3 separate regions of the Drosophila melanogaster genome follow, and all the other regions are linked to region 2. A link is a contact called in public Hi-C data. All regions are on one chromosome and are shown on one strand. The core of a region is the stretch at or near the end of the contact, and the rest is flanking DNA. Distances in the headings are between cores, read along the strand shown.

Region 1 (3,948 bases), core at 727-3,226, 500 kb after region 2:
CTAATACTTTATAGCCTCCAGCGAGGGTAGCATACCCATGAGTGAGGGCGAGGAGCTGCAAGTGATCGAGATCGACCAAGGAGACGGATGGACGCGGGTGCGGCGGGAGAACAACTCCAATGGCTGGGACGAGGGCTTCGTGCCCACGAGTTACATCGAGATCACGCTCTATGCTTAGGATTAAGTTCATTTTCGGGGCGGGCAATCAGCCGGGCGGTTTTAAATGTTACCTACTCAGCAAACTCTTGCGTATGATCGATTGATTTGTGTACTTTTGTCATAACTTTGCGTTCTGTCGGACAGCCATAACACACAAAACATAACATAACAGACACAACACGCCTAACTTTCACACAACACTGTACATTTGACTTAAGCTAAGTTCGATTCATTTACCCTTCGTATGCTTTGTATATTTACTTTGATTTTAAACGTCATTGATCTTATGGTAGTGCAAGCTATATCATACTATAAATACTATAGTCATATGCACCTACGAGCAGACCTCACCTAATTGTAAGCACCGCAACGTTTCCCTCTTCACCACAACAATCATGATAACACCTATTTATATACATATATGGAAAAAGATTTATATGACACTTGAATACGTGAGAGCATGAAAAGGAAAACTTAAACTGAAACTTAAACTACAGCCGTTGGACATTAAAAGTAATCTTGTGAACACGTTCTCACGTGCAATCCATTTGGCAATGTGTTGATAATACTTACTTTTGCACGGTTCTCGGCTTTGGCCTTAGGAGCACCCGTCACCTTTCCCTCAGACCAATTTGGAAAGGCGGCAGAGTGCGATTTCCTCAAATTTAAGCACTAAAACTTTGGTAAATATGCAAAGATCAAGCGAGCGGACATCGATCCCATCCCATATATACACACACACCCGAGACTCCAGGAAATGTGGGCAAAAGTTATGGCAATCCTGCATGACATGCGGCATATGCAATTGCGGAAGCAGAAGAACGCGCTAGCTTGTTTTATATAAATAGCAACAATTGTACATTTTACTTTAAACCACTCTATGCATAATTCGTAATCTTAATTTGATGATAATTTTGTATTGCTCTTGGCCTTGTACATTTTCACACACTATGTTTAATGGGACGCGAGAAGCGCATTCATGCCGAGATAGTGCATCGATTAGTTATGTTTTAGGAATCCCTATACCATTAAGTTCACAACATTAAGGCTTAAGTCAATGCAAAGCCGGGCGGCAATGACGCCACTTTGCAATACATTTATTTATACTTTAATATGATATACCGCTGTATATTGGTAAACCACAATCAAAAACATGAAACGGAAGTCTGCGGATAAAGTCCAGGCGGAGCGAGATAGGTCTTTAGTTAGATATTCAGCAGCCTTCAGTATCTGCATTTTGTACTTTCATTTCGCATAGATATGCTACCATGCTTTAGCATTTAAGTGTGCAAACAACTGAAACTGATGAATTCTGTTTTTCTTACGTTTAATTACACGATGTAAACGAATGACGATGAACTAATCTTAGTGCGAACGCAGAAAATAAATAATTCCAAAATTCTTAAATTTATCTAATTTTAAATTCGAACCGAAAACAGGCACATACGTATTACGCTATAATGTTTACGACATCAAATGGAATGAGAGTAATTGAATTTAAGTGACAGACTACGGCAAAAGTATGTGAGAATCGTCGGCTTAATAAAAGTAACTACAATTAAAACATAAAGCTGATCAGCATTTGATCCTTTTGCAAATGGATGTTTTATTAAACTGGTTGGGAATAATTATAGAAATTTTTTTAATTTAAAAGGGCATTGATAAATGGAAATATGAAATTGTATTTTAATACCGATTAAGCAATTTCAAAATTAAAATTTTTGAAGATGAATTTTCTTTCAATACTTTTAGTTTTAAAGTGACCATATCTTCTTAATTCTGCTCTACGGATTTTAGTAGCTTCAAAGCACGGCATTACTGGCGTATTTACGGTATCACTAATTTAAACAGCCGGCGAAGCAAAATAAGTTTTATTTCATGGAGCCCGCCTCAAAAAAATCGAAAATGGGTAAAAACGTGAAGTTTAACAACAACAAGAAGAAGTATTTCCACGCCAAGAGGCAGACGCTCCAACCTGGGCAACGTGGATTCTTCGCCACGTGCAACATCAACGAGAAGGCATGTGTTCGCGAATGCTACAATTTGTTGAACCACTATGCTGACATACTTTACGGTTCGGAAAAGCCAGAGAATGAACCGGAAAAGAAGCAGCCAGAGGAAGGAGCGGGTGGTGATGCGGGAGAGGATGATCCGAAGCCAGCGGCGGGAGGCACCAGTGATGACGATGACGACTTGGAAGCAGCTGCCGCCAAATGCCGCGAGATGCTTTCGCAGCGCAAGATGCGATTCCAGAATGTAGACACCAACACCACCAACTGCGTGTTCATCCGCACCCAACTGGAGGATCCGGTCGCCCTGGGTAAACACATCATCAACGACATAGCGACCACCGGCAAGTCCATGTCCCGATTTGTCCTGCGCCTGGTGCCCATCGAAGTCGTCTGCCGCGCCAACATGCCGGACATCATCACTGCCGCCGGCGAGCTCTTCGACAAGCACTTCCTCAAGGAGCCCACCAGCTATGGCATCATCTTCAATCATCGCTATAATCAGCAGATCAAGCGCGACCAAATCATAACCCAACTGGCCGAGCTGGTCAACTCCAAGAACGTGGGTAACAAGGTGGACCTAAAGGAGGCCAAGAAATCCATCATCGTGGAGGTCTTGAGGGGCTGGTGTCTGCTTAGCGTGATCGACAACTATCTGGAGTGCAAAAAGTTCAACCTGGCCGAGCTGGCCAATCCTAGCGATAAAAAATCTTCCGGCGAAGGAGATTCCAAGTCGGAGACTTCAGAGGTCGCCAATGGCAACGATAAGGAGCAAGCTGAATCTTCAGAAGAGTCCAAGTCTAATGACGATGAGAATAAGGACTCTACTGAGAATGACAAATAAATGAAAATCAAAACCGCCCAATTAAAGATATATAGCAATGACCACACCTAGGTATAGATGGACCATCTGCTGTGCAGACGAATATAAATAAAGCATCCAGTTATTATTTACTTCTGTTAACTATTTATTCTTTTCATTTATCCATTGACGCTTAGCGACTAAACTTTGGAGAGTCTGTGTGCTGGCCATATCCTATGTCAGAATGTGTATGTTTGTGTTATAGCTTACGTTAGGATTAATTGAGTAAAACTACTTGTTGACTAGAGCCTCTTTTCAGTTGCGCTTAAGCAGCATGCCAACGGTGCCGGCTATCTTTTCGTAGGCCATGAACATCAGGGCCGCCGTGAGCACGGTTTGCAGGATCTTGGCCTCCAGACCGCGGAACAGTCCACGAATGCCCTGGTGCTGCAGTATGCTGATCATCAGCTCCAGTGTGCTCTCGGTGCGGGGCGTAGAACCCGCCGATGTGGACGGCTTCGAGTCCGACTCCTTGCTGCGATGACGCTGCTTGGTTTGGACCAACTGCAGCGGATAGGTCAGCACCGTGGCGAAGGCCTTGGCAATGGCACCAATAAAGAAGAAACTCAGACTGCCCATTTCACCGCCGGTGAAGCGCATAATGTTGCGCTTAAGCATCTCATACATCATGAACTGCAGCGCGGGATTAGAGACCAGCATCAGGGAGGGTATGGTGCCAGACCACAGACCGGCGATGCCCTCCTTTTCGGCCACGTACTTGAGACCCTCCAGCAGGTTCTTGTAGTGCTTGTTCACCTCGTCCGAGGTTCCGGCCACGTTGCGCATGCGCAGTCGCGTGTTGACCACCCAAAAGGGTGTGGTGGTGAGCACATTGATGATGCCGGCAATGCTGCCCAGGAGCAGATCCTTGAGAGCGCTGTGCTGGGATGGCGAGCCTCCCGATGCCACCGCCTTGAG
Region 2 (3,548 bases), core at 445-2,944:
GTCTCCCTTCGTGCATCCTTCTCACCGCATTTTGGGCAATCACAGAGAAACGCTTCCTTCGGGGAATCCTTCGGAGGCAGAGACACTGGCAGCTGCTCCTCCGGCACTGGCACTGCTCCGCACTTTTGACAGTGTACAATAGGAATGGGAGTGCCCCAATAGCGCTGTCGTGATATCAACCAATCCTTCAGCTTTGAGGATACACGATAGCCGCCAACATTAAGGCGTGTGGCTGCCTGGAGCACCTCTTTCCTTAACATTTCCCAGTTGGCTGGACTTAGGGATTCCTCATCCTTGCCATTTGAAGTAAAAGCCAGTCCATATGAATCCCACAAATCCTTGTCTTCGCCACGGAAGCTGGGGGCTGCCAGGTAAACATCGCTCTTTGGCGGAAATGTCACTTCGTCGCTAAAGACCACAGGCATTGTGGTGCCCGCAAACGGGTTCGCTGCGCTTAGGCTGTCCGCACCCTTTAGCTTTGACAAGTGATGATTGCTGCGGAGCACGAGAAAGGCATGGGGATCTTTTAAATGCTCCGGATGGGTAGTCCACACTCGTAAAAGTCCGGAGGCGGAGGTGAGCAGGTTGAAAGCGTATCCATCACACTCTCCAATCCAGTGTCGCTGCAGGTTAATAATATCCCTCCAGTCGCGAAGCGTGGGATCCTCCAAACCGTCTAGCAATTGTTTGGCATAAGCACTCGTTCGGATAAACCACTGCCTCAAAAGCTTCTTTTCCACCTTGGCGCCCGACCGCCAGGAACAGCCGTTGGCGTCCACCTGCTCATCTGCGAGCACGGTCTTATCAACGGGATCCCAGTTAACAAGAGCCTCGTTCTGGTAGGCCAATCCATGGCGATGGAGCATTAGGAACAGATGCTGCGTCCACTTGTAGTATTTTGGACTGCAGGTGGACAATTCATGGTTCCAGTCAAAGGAGCAACCAAGTCGCTTGAGTTGTTCCTTCATCTGGGCAATGTTCTGCTCCGTCCAGGACGCGGGCTCCACCCCACGCTGATTGGCGGCGTTCTCGGCGGGCAGCCCAAAGGAATCCCAACCCATTGGCTGAAACACATTCTTGCCGCACATTCGCTGGAAACGAGCCACCGAATCGGCTATGGTATAGACGCGCACATGGCCCATGTGAAGATTGCCGGAGGGATACGGGAACATGGAGAGCACGTAGTACTTGTCCTGCGAGTCCTTGGGATTGAACTGTCCTCCACTGAGCTGCTCCCGCCAATGAGCCTCAATCCGGTGCTTGACATCACTGGTTAGCTCTGGATTCTGGAATTTAACAAAGGTCTTATTGCGTTTCTCGGATATATTATGCACCCACATCATTCCGGGTGCAGCTTTGGGTTAGCAGGCGCCGCCAGCTATTCCAGTAGACAGCTCCCCAAGGTCGTGTTCTTCTCAGTGCTTGCATTATACCGGTTTAATTGATTGAATTGCACATTTCACAATTATTGAATAACAAAATAGGAAGAACCCACTGCACTCTACAATCGAACAGCTGTTTCTCTGCATCGAGTTGCCACATCGCTCACGTGGATGGGAATTGCTCTAAGAAATTTTGGCGGGAAGCATTCCTGACTGACTGGTAACATTTCGCCCAGTTCTGTATTCTGATATCTGCCGCAACTATGGTAGCACTGGCTTTTTTGCTTTCGATTTTCAACTGAGTGGCAGGGCCGTTTACATTTTGCGAAAAAAAAAACTCACGTAATTTTTCACAGGGCGAGGCATTGTGAAAAATTAAATTGTACACCTTTTGAGGAGTATTTAATACCGAAAACCTTTGTGGGACATGGGTGACTCCTTGGAGAACCCCGATACATCGGTGGATCCAATCGTGAACCTGTCCATTGCGAACTATGATGCATTTGCCAATTATCTTCGGAAGGCGGTGACCATTTTGCTGCCGGAGGACGATGTGGTTCCCGCATCGCTGAACGATGCTCTGGACGATCCCGTCAACCAGGACACCATCCGGAAGTTCCTCTCGGATCCCCAGGTGCAGGCGCTTTACGTCCAACGCAATTGCATTAAAGGTAAAATAAGAATTCCTGTCCCGTTGGCAAATCTAGGGTGAAAAAATGGTACCTGCACAAAATGGCGTCTTTTTGGCGAAGATAAGAAAGTTGGCAAGCTTTTCAGGCAATCTTTTTGTTATAAGTTCAAAATATTAGTTCCATATGGTTACATTGAGTCATTTATGGGTTTGCTAGCTGAATACGCAACCAGTTTTTTAAAAATCAATTTGGCAGATGTTTGAATTCCAATAAGAAATATTTTTTGGCTTGGAAGTCGAAGCTGGAATACCTTACCATGTCACTAGCAACTTGTATGAAAAATTTTCAAGCATCACAAATTCATACAGTTTTTAAAATTTAAATTCAATTACAAAAATAGGATTATTTTTTATATTACGATATTGCTAAAAAGTGCATTCAGAATTAATCGTAAAATCAGAAGGATAGCAATAATTCATGTTAGTAAATACCAACTGCATTGTAAAATCAGTGTACTGCATTAGAGGGTATAAAAACGGGTTTCTGCGCATGACGTCAGCACATATGATTCACTTCGATAACTATGAGTCGAAAGTCGCGGCAGGGCGATAAGTGCTAACAGCTGTTTTGCCGCTTGCCGGCTTTGCTTGTTTACAAGCAATTCGCCGGGAAACAGCTGGTACCTGCCAAGCAACCAGTTTGTTTACGGAAACGACCTTGGAGGCTGCGCACACCTTCCGCCGCTTCAATAGCTTTGGGAGCGACATTGACATTGGCCGAAGGCAATGCCATCGGCACATTGACATTGGCAACGGGGCCAACAGCGCGGGAGCAATGACATCGCCAAGGTCCAGCCTTGAGCGCACGAATTTCGAAGGTTTTTCCTTGGACGCTTAATTTCCGTAGGTCAACACCTTGATAATGAAATCATGCCAATGCCGTGCCATTGAGTCCAATGCCAGGTGGGCAGTAGAATGCCACTGAAAGTGGGTGAGGGGTAAATGTGGAGCCAGACATGATAAACGTAATCAACGGGAATTAGTTTTCCTTTGAAAGTTCAATAATGGACGAATAAGTCAACGGATTTATTTCAATTGGCTAATAAAAAAAACCATTTTTTATTACCATATTTATTATACGTTTAATGTATTAACTGGGTGGGCCCATTATGAAATTCGATTGTTAACCAACTTATTCATTTTCAGAGGACGATTCTGAGCAGCCGGCGGAGGGCGAGGACGAGAAGGAGCAGGTAACCTACCAAATCAGCAACGATGTTCACTTCACCAACAGTCGGATGGCATCTTTGGCCTGCATCAAGCGCGGCCTGGTCGTGGAGGCGGACAAGTCGATCCATTCGCAGCTGCGGCTGATCAACTTCTCGGACGGATCTCCCTACGAGACGCTGCACGCTTTCATCAGCAAGTCCCTGGCGCCTTACTTCAAGTCGTACGTCAAGGAGTCGGGTCGTGCTGATCGCGATGGTGACAAAATGGCTCCCTCCGTGGAGAAGAAGCTGGCCGAGCTGGAGATG
Region 3 (3,758 bases), core at 228-2,727, 280 kb after region 2:
TATTTTTTATTGATAAGCGGTGTATCGGAACTAGTGAGATTTCCACTGTACCTAAGTGATGAGGTAAACACTCTCGCAGTCTTGGGCAAACATTCAGACGGGAGCGAGGCGCACAGAAAGATAGGAAGAGGGAGACGGAGCGAGGCGGCACAGTGGGACAGGCCAAGGACAACGAGTTGAAAAAGGCGAAAAGGAGCAGACGAGCCAAAACGGAGGACAACAAACAGGCATGCGTGCCACTGTGCCTGAACTTGTTCAAGGTCAGTCCTCAGCGACAGCGACGTGCTAACAAAAAGCGAAGAAAATTCATGTTGGAAAAAAGCACAAAAGAAGAGCACACAACAACAACGCCTCTTAAAGGCGAAGAAAAGAGCGAAAGAAGAGATAGATGCGTATATAAAAAACAAAAAAAAAAAACGCTACCCACACATGAAAGAGAGTGAGCGAGAGAGCAAGTGTCCCTCCCCGCAGCAACAATGACAACAATAGGATACTGTTCAATGGATGCTGATAAGCAAAAGTAAAAGACAAAACCCCTCGAAATCTGGAGAGATAGTATCCAAGCACTCGCATAATTAATTTCATACATTTTATGCTTTTTTTTATGTATTAATAGTCACCTGCTGGTTGTTCGCCTGGCTGCTTCCTCATTAGCCAGTCAGTCGAATCCTTGCGGGAGAGCGAGGGAAATGGCAACAAATGTGCGTTTTTAATTAATTTCCATGTGAAGCACTCACGCACACTTACACACACCCATCGCTTTGGGTAACAGTTCAAAAACAGAGTTAGAGCGAAAGAGACACCAATTGGGAGTGCTAATTCAACACACACGCGCACGCAGCACTTAATTTGTATAGATTTTTGGCATCAATTTGTTGTTGGCAGCTGGAATAAATTTACTTAACTTAACACAATTTTCAAGCTTGCACACAACCACACCAACACGAACACCTATACAGACGCGGCGAAAAGAAATGCAAAAGGAGATGAAGAGGAAGAAGAAGAAGCAGGCTGAAGGATGCTGGGCCTGGATTTCTCTTTCCTTTTTTCGCTGCCCAAAAAGGCGTTGACAGCGCTTTTATTCACTTTTAATTCATTTAACGATGGTGTTGTCCGACTTTAATTGTTTATGCGCTTGGGTTTTTTAAGAAAAACTGAATAAAAAACGGAATAACCGCCGTCACTCGTCGAAAAATTCTCGGCGCGGCTATTGTTCACTTATTATCATGTCATATTTTCCAACTGATTTGAAAGACAGTATTTTAGAGAATAAGTATACCGAGCGAGTTATCAGCGACGTGTGCAATTTTTATGCACTTTTTTAATATTTTAAGTGGAAAATAAAACACAGAGCGTTTCAGAGGGCGCTAAATTGTTTTTTGCCCGTTCGGAACTGAGTAACTGAGAAGCGTAGCGTTATTACCAGTCTTTTTCTTCTTTTTTGTTGCTGCCCCGTTCGAATTTCTCTCGCACTGTTAGCCGCTCTCAGTTGCTGTTAAAGCGGCGAAATTCACTGTTATATTTAACAGAGGCGTTGTTGTTAGTTGTAAAGAAGGGCTGTTAAGGGGAGTTGGCTTCATAAAACTTTTTGAATATTCAGAGTTAAAGAAATCTAGTTTTTAACAATATTTGTATCAAAACACATTTAAAAATATTAACATGTTCAGTATTAATATATATTATTTAAGTATAAATTTCAAAAACCCCAGGCATAAGATTTTATATACACCACTGGAATGTTAACTGAAAGCGGGAGATAGGGATGGAACTCAAGCATCGACACGCGTTTAAAATTTGGGGTGACCATTTCTATCGCTTTCTCATCTAGCTTGCCTAGATTTTCAAGATCCATCTGCCAAAATTGCTATCGATTAAAGTGCATCGGCTCAGTCGCCATTCGTAAGTTGTAAATTACGAAGAAACGCAATGATAATTGATTCAACCGATAGGAAACCTATTTTAACTTAACATTAAGATTTTAACTTTTTAAATTGCACTAATATCGTTATCAGCCAACTAAATTTTGTAATTACTTAATTACTTAATAACAAAAATTAGAATAATATTTAATTCGTTGAGTAATAATGCCTTTTATGAAACCTAATTATTTACAAACAGTCGAATGTAAACAATATTGGGGTGATCATAAACATTAAGAGATATACATTTTGATAAGTGTTTTATTTAATGTTTATTTAAATTACAAATATCCCTAATATGACTGGTAAATACATCATATTACTTAGATAGTGACAGTTCGTCAGCACTGACTATCGATAGCCGCCTTTTGTTGCAACTTCCATCTTCTACGTGCAACAGAAGAAGTTCTAGAAATAAGCAGGAATAAAAGTTTGCAAAAATGAGTGCTCCAAAAGGGGACGGAAACTTAGTTCCCACAGTCAGAGAAGTGCAGCAAAAGTTTGCCGACATCCTGGGCCATGGCAACGATATAACCTGGGATCTGTAAGTAGGATTCATCCGAAAAAATTGCAAATTATAAAGCTCAAGGTTTGCAGAATATCGTCGGGTCAAGAAAACATATTGAAGGCAAAGCTGTCTCTGCTGAATTTCGATTCTAACATGTTTCATGCGATCTGGAGTTATAGTGAGTTATAGTTATAGTAAAATTAATAATATATTCCAAATAAGCGTCATTATGTTATCTACTTTCTCATATCAGGAAAATACTCCAAAGGGCAGTCACTCACGTCTTTATTTTTTGTGATGGTTGTCAATAATGTATATGATCCCAAGCTGGCCGAAGAAAGTAGATCCTGGCGCCTGTATCCGGTGTTTCGATGCCGACGATGCGTGGGTAAGCTCGATAGTTATAAGTAAATCGAGAAATGTATTATATTTTTTTATTTGTACAAGATGAAACTGGACATTCCAGCAACATTGACTGTTGCATGTCATATGTGTCACAGTACTCAATGTCTGATTCCTGGAACCGATTTGTGACCCATACGGGGTTTGCCGCAGGTCTAATGGTCACCCCGTATCTTGGAGTTTACAAGCAAACCGATGGTCGCGTTGAGCTAAAAACGTATACTACCACTCAGATATGGCACCCAAATAAGAAAGATATACCAATAACACCCGAATCGTTGAAAAAAGCATCCAGTGTGACTAATAAACTTAGAAAAATCATCATACATTCAGTTCCATTTCTGGTTTATCCTGAAGAGGTTTTCGACTTCTGCGCCAGTGAAAAGATGCTTTCGTCGATTTTGGTATAAACTTCATATTTCATTAACATACATTCGAATTTGTTTAAATTGTTTGTCTTTCATGTAGAATCCTCATAGTTCTACACAATCTGGTGATGTGGCTGGTCTATCCGATTCCTTAGTATTATTTACGAATAATCTGTACAATTCACGCCTTGAATCGCTGATGAATAATAATAATAATGATCCCAGCATTTTTGTTAATCAGCAACGGTAGGTATCAAAGGATTCATATTGCTCGCAAATCTAAATAAAAATATTTCTAGATCGGCGTGGGATAAGATTGCTAGGGAATCATTTAAAATTGAGGGAAATGTGAATCTCATTCGTTGTTGCAATGGAGTGCCCTCAATACCGAAGCTGGATAAAATATTTCAGCCCATTGATAGCAAGATCAAGAAATCAAAAAAGGTTGTGGAGGCTGAAAAACCAGAAAATACTCCAAGTGATCTTCCAGAAATAGAAATAGATTTATCTATTAAAGTCAAGGGGCAGGAAATAAACCTGCGAGAATACGGAACCCAACTC

Evidence for each region. A called contact is a pair of places that touch in the nucleus more often than the background predicts.
Region 1: a contact with region 2 is called in a Hi-C map of the Kc167 cell line, with 2.3 times the contacts expected there. A contact is called at or near these places in 15 of 107 Hi-C or Micro-C datasets (the D17-c3 cell line, the Kc167 cell line, the OSC cell line and 5 more) and 1 of 7 datasets of targeted methods (the Kc167 cell line).
Region 3: a contact with region 2 is called in a Hi-C map of the Kc167 cell line, with 2.0 times the contacts expected there. A contact is called at or near these places in 2 of 107 Hi-C or Micro-C datasets (the Kc167 cell line and the S2 cell line) and 1 of 7 datasets of targeted methods (the Kc167 cell line).

Annotation. Positions count from the first base shown.
Region 1 is chr3L:4,320,287-4,324,234 of dm6, reverse strand. It overlaps CG15014, which reads left to right and starts at 1,976. Exons shown (of 1, transcript NM_139635.2): 1 at 1,976-3,130. The coding sequence starts at 2,038. The coding sequence ends at 3,012. It overlaps PMP34 (Peroxisomal Membrane Protein 34), which reads right to left. Exons shown (of 3, transcript NM_168081.3): 3 at 3,126-3,948. The coding sequence ends at 3,286. It overlaps Cip4 (Cdc42-interacting protein 4), which reads left to right. Exons shown (of 11, transcript NM_001274484.1): 11 at 15-1,744. The coding sequence ends at 178.
Region 2 is chr3L:4,823,833-4,827,380 of dm6, reverse strand. It overlaps Dhc64C (Dynein heavy chain 64C), which reads left to right and starts at 1,694. Exons shown (of 15, transcript NM_001274503.1): 1 at 1,694-2,053; 2 at 3,220-3,548. The coding sequence starts at 1,810. It overlaps LeuRS-m (Leucyl-tRNA synthetase, mitochondrial), which reads right to left and starts at 1,528. Exons shown (of 4, transcript NM_139675.3): 1 at 1,339-1,528; 2 at 1-1,286. The coding sequence starts at 1,428.
Region 3 is chr3L:4,539,770-4,543,527 of dm6, reverse strand. CG11357 reads right to left here and starts at 1,477. Exons shown (of 4, transcript NM_001259697.2): 1 at 1,424-1,477; 2 at 621-885. It overlaps CG32243, which reads left to right and starts at 2,284. Exons shown (of 6, transcript NM_168094.3): 1 at 2,284-2,463; 2 at 2,517-2,605; 3 at 2,681-2,815; 4 at 2,875-3,233; 5 at 3,298-3,443; 6 at 3,497-3,758. The coding sequence starts at 2,360.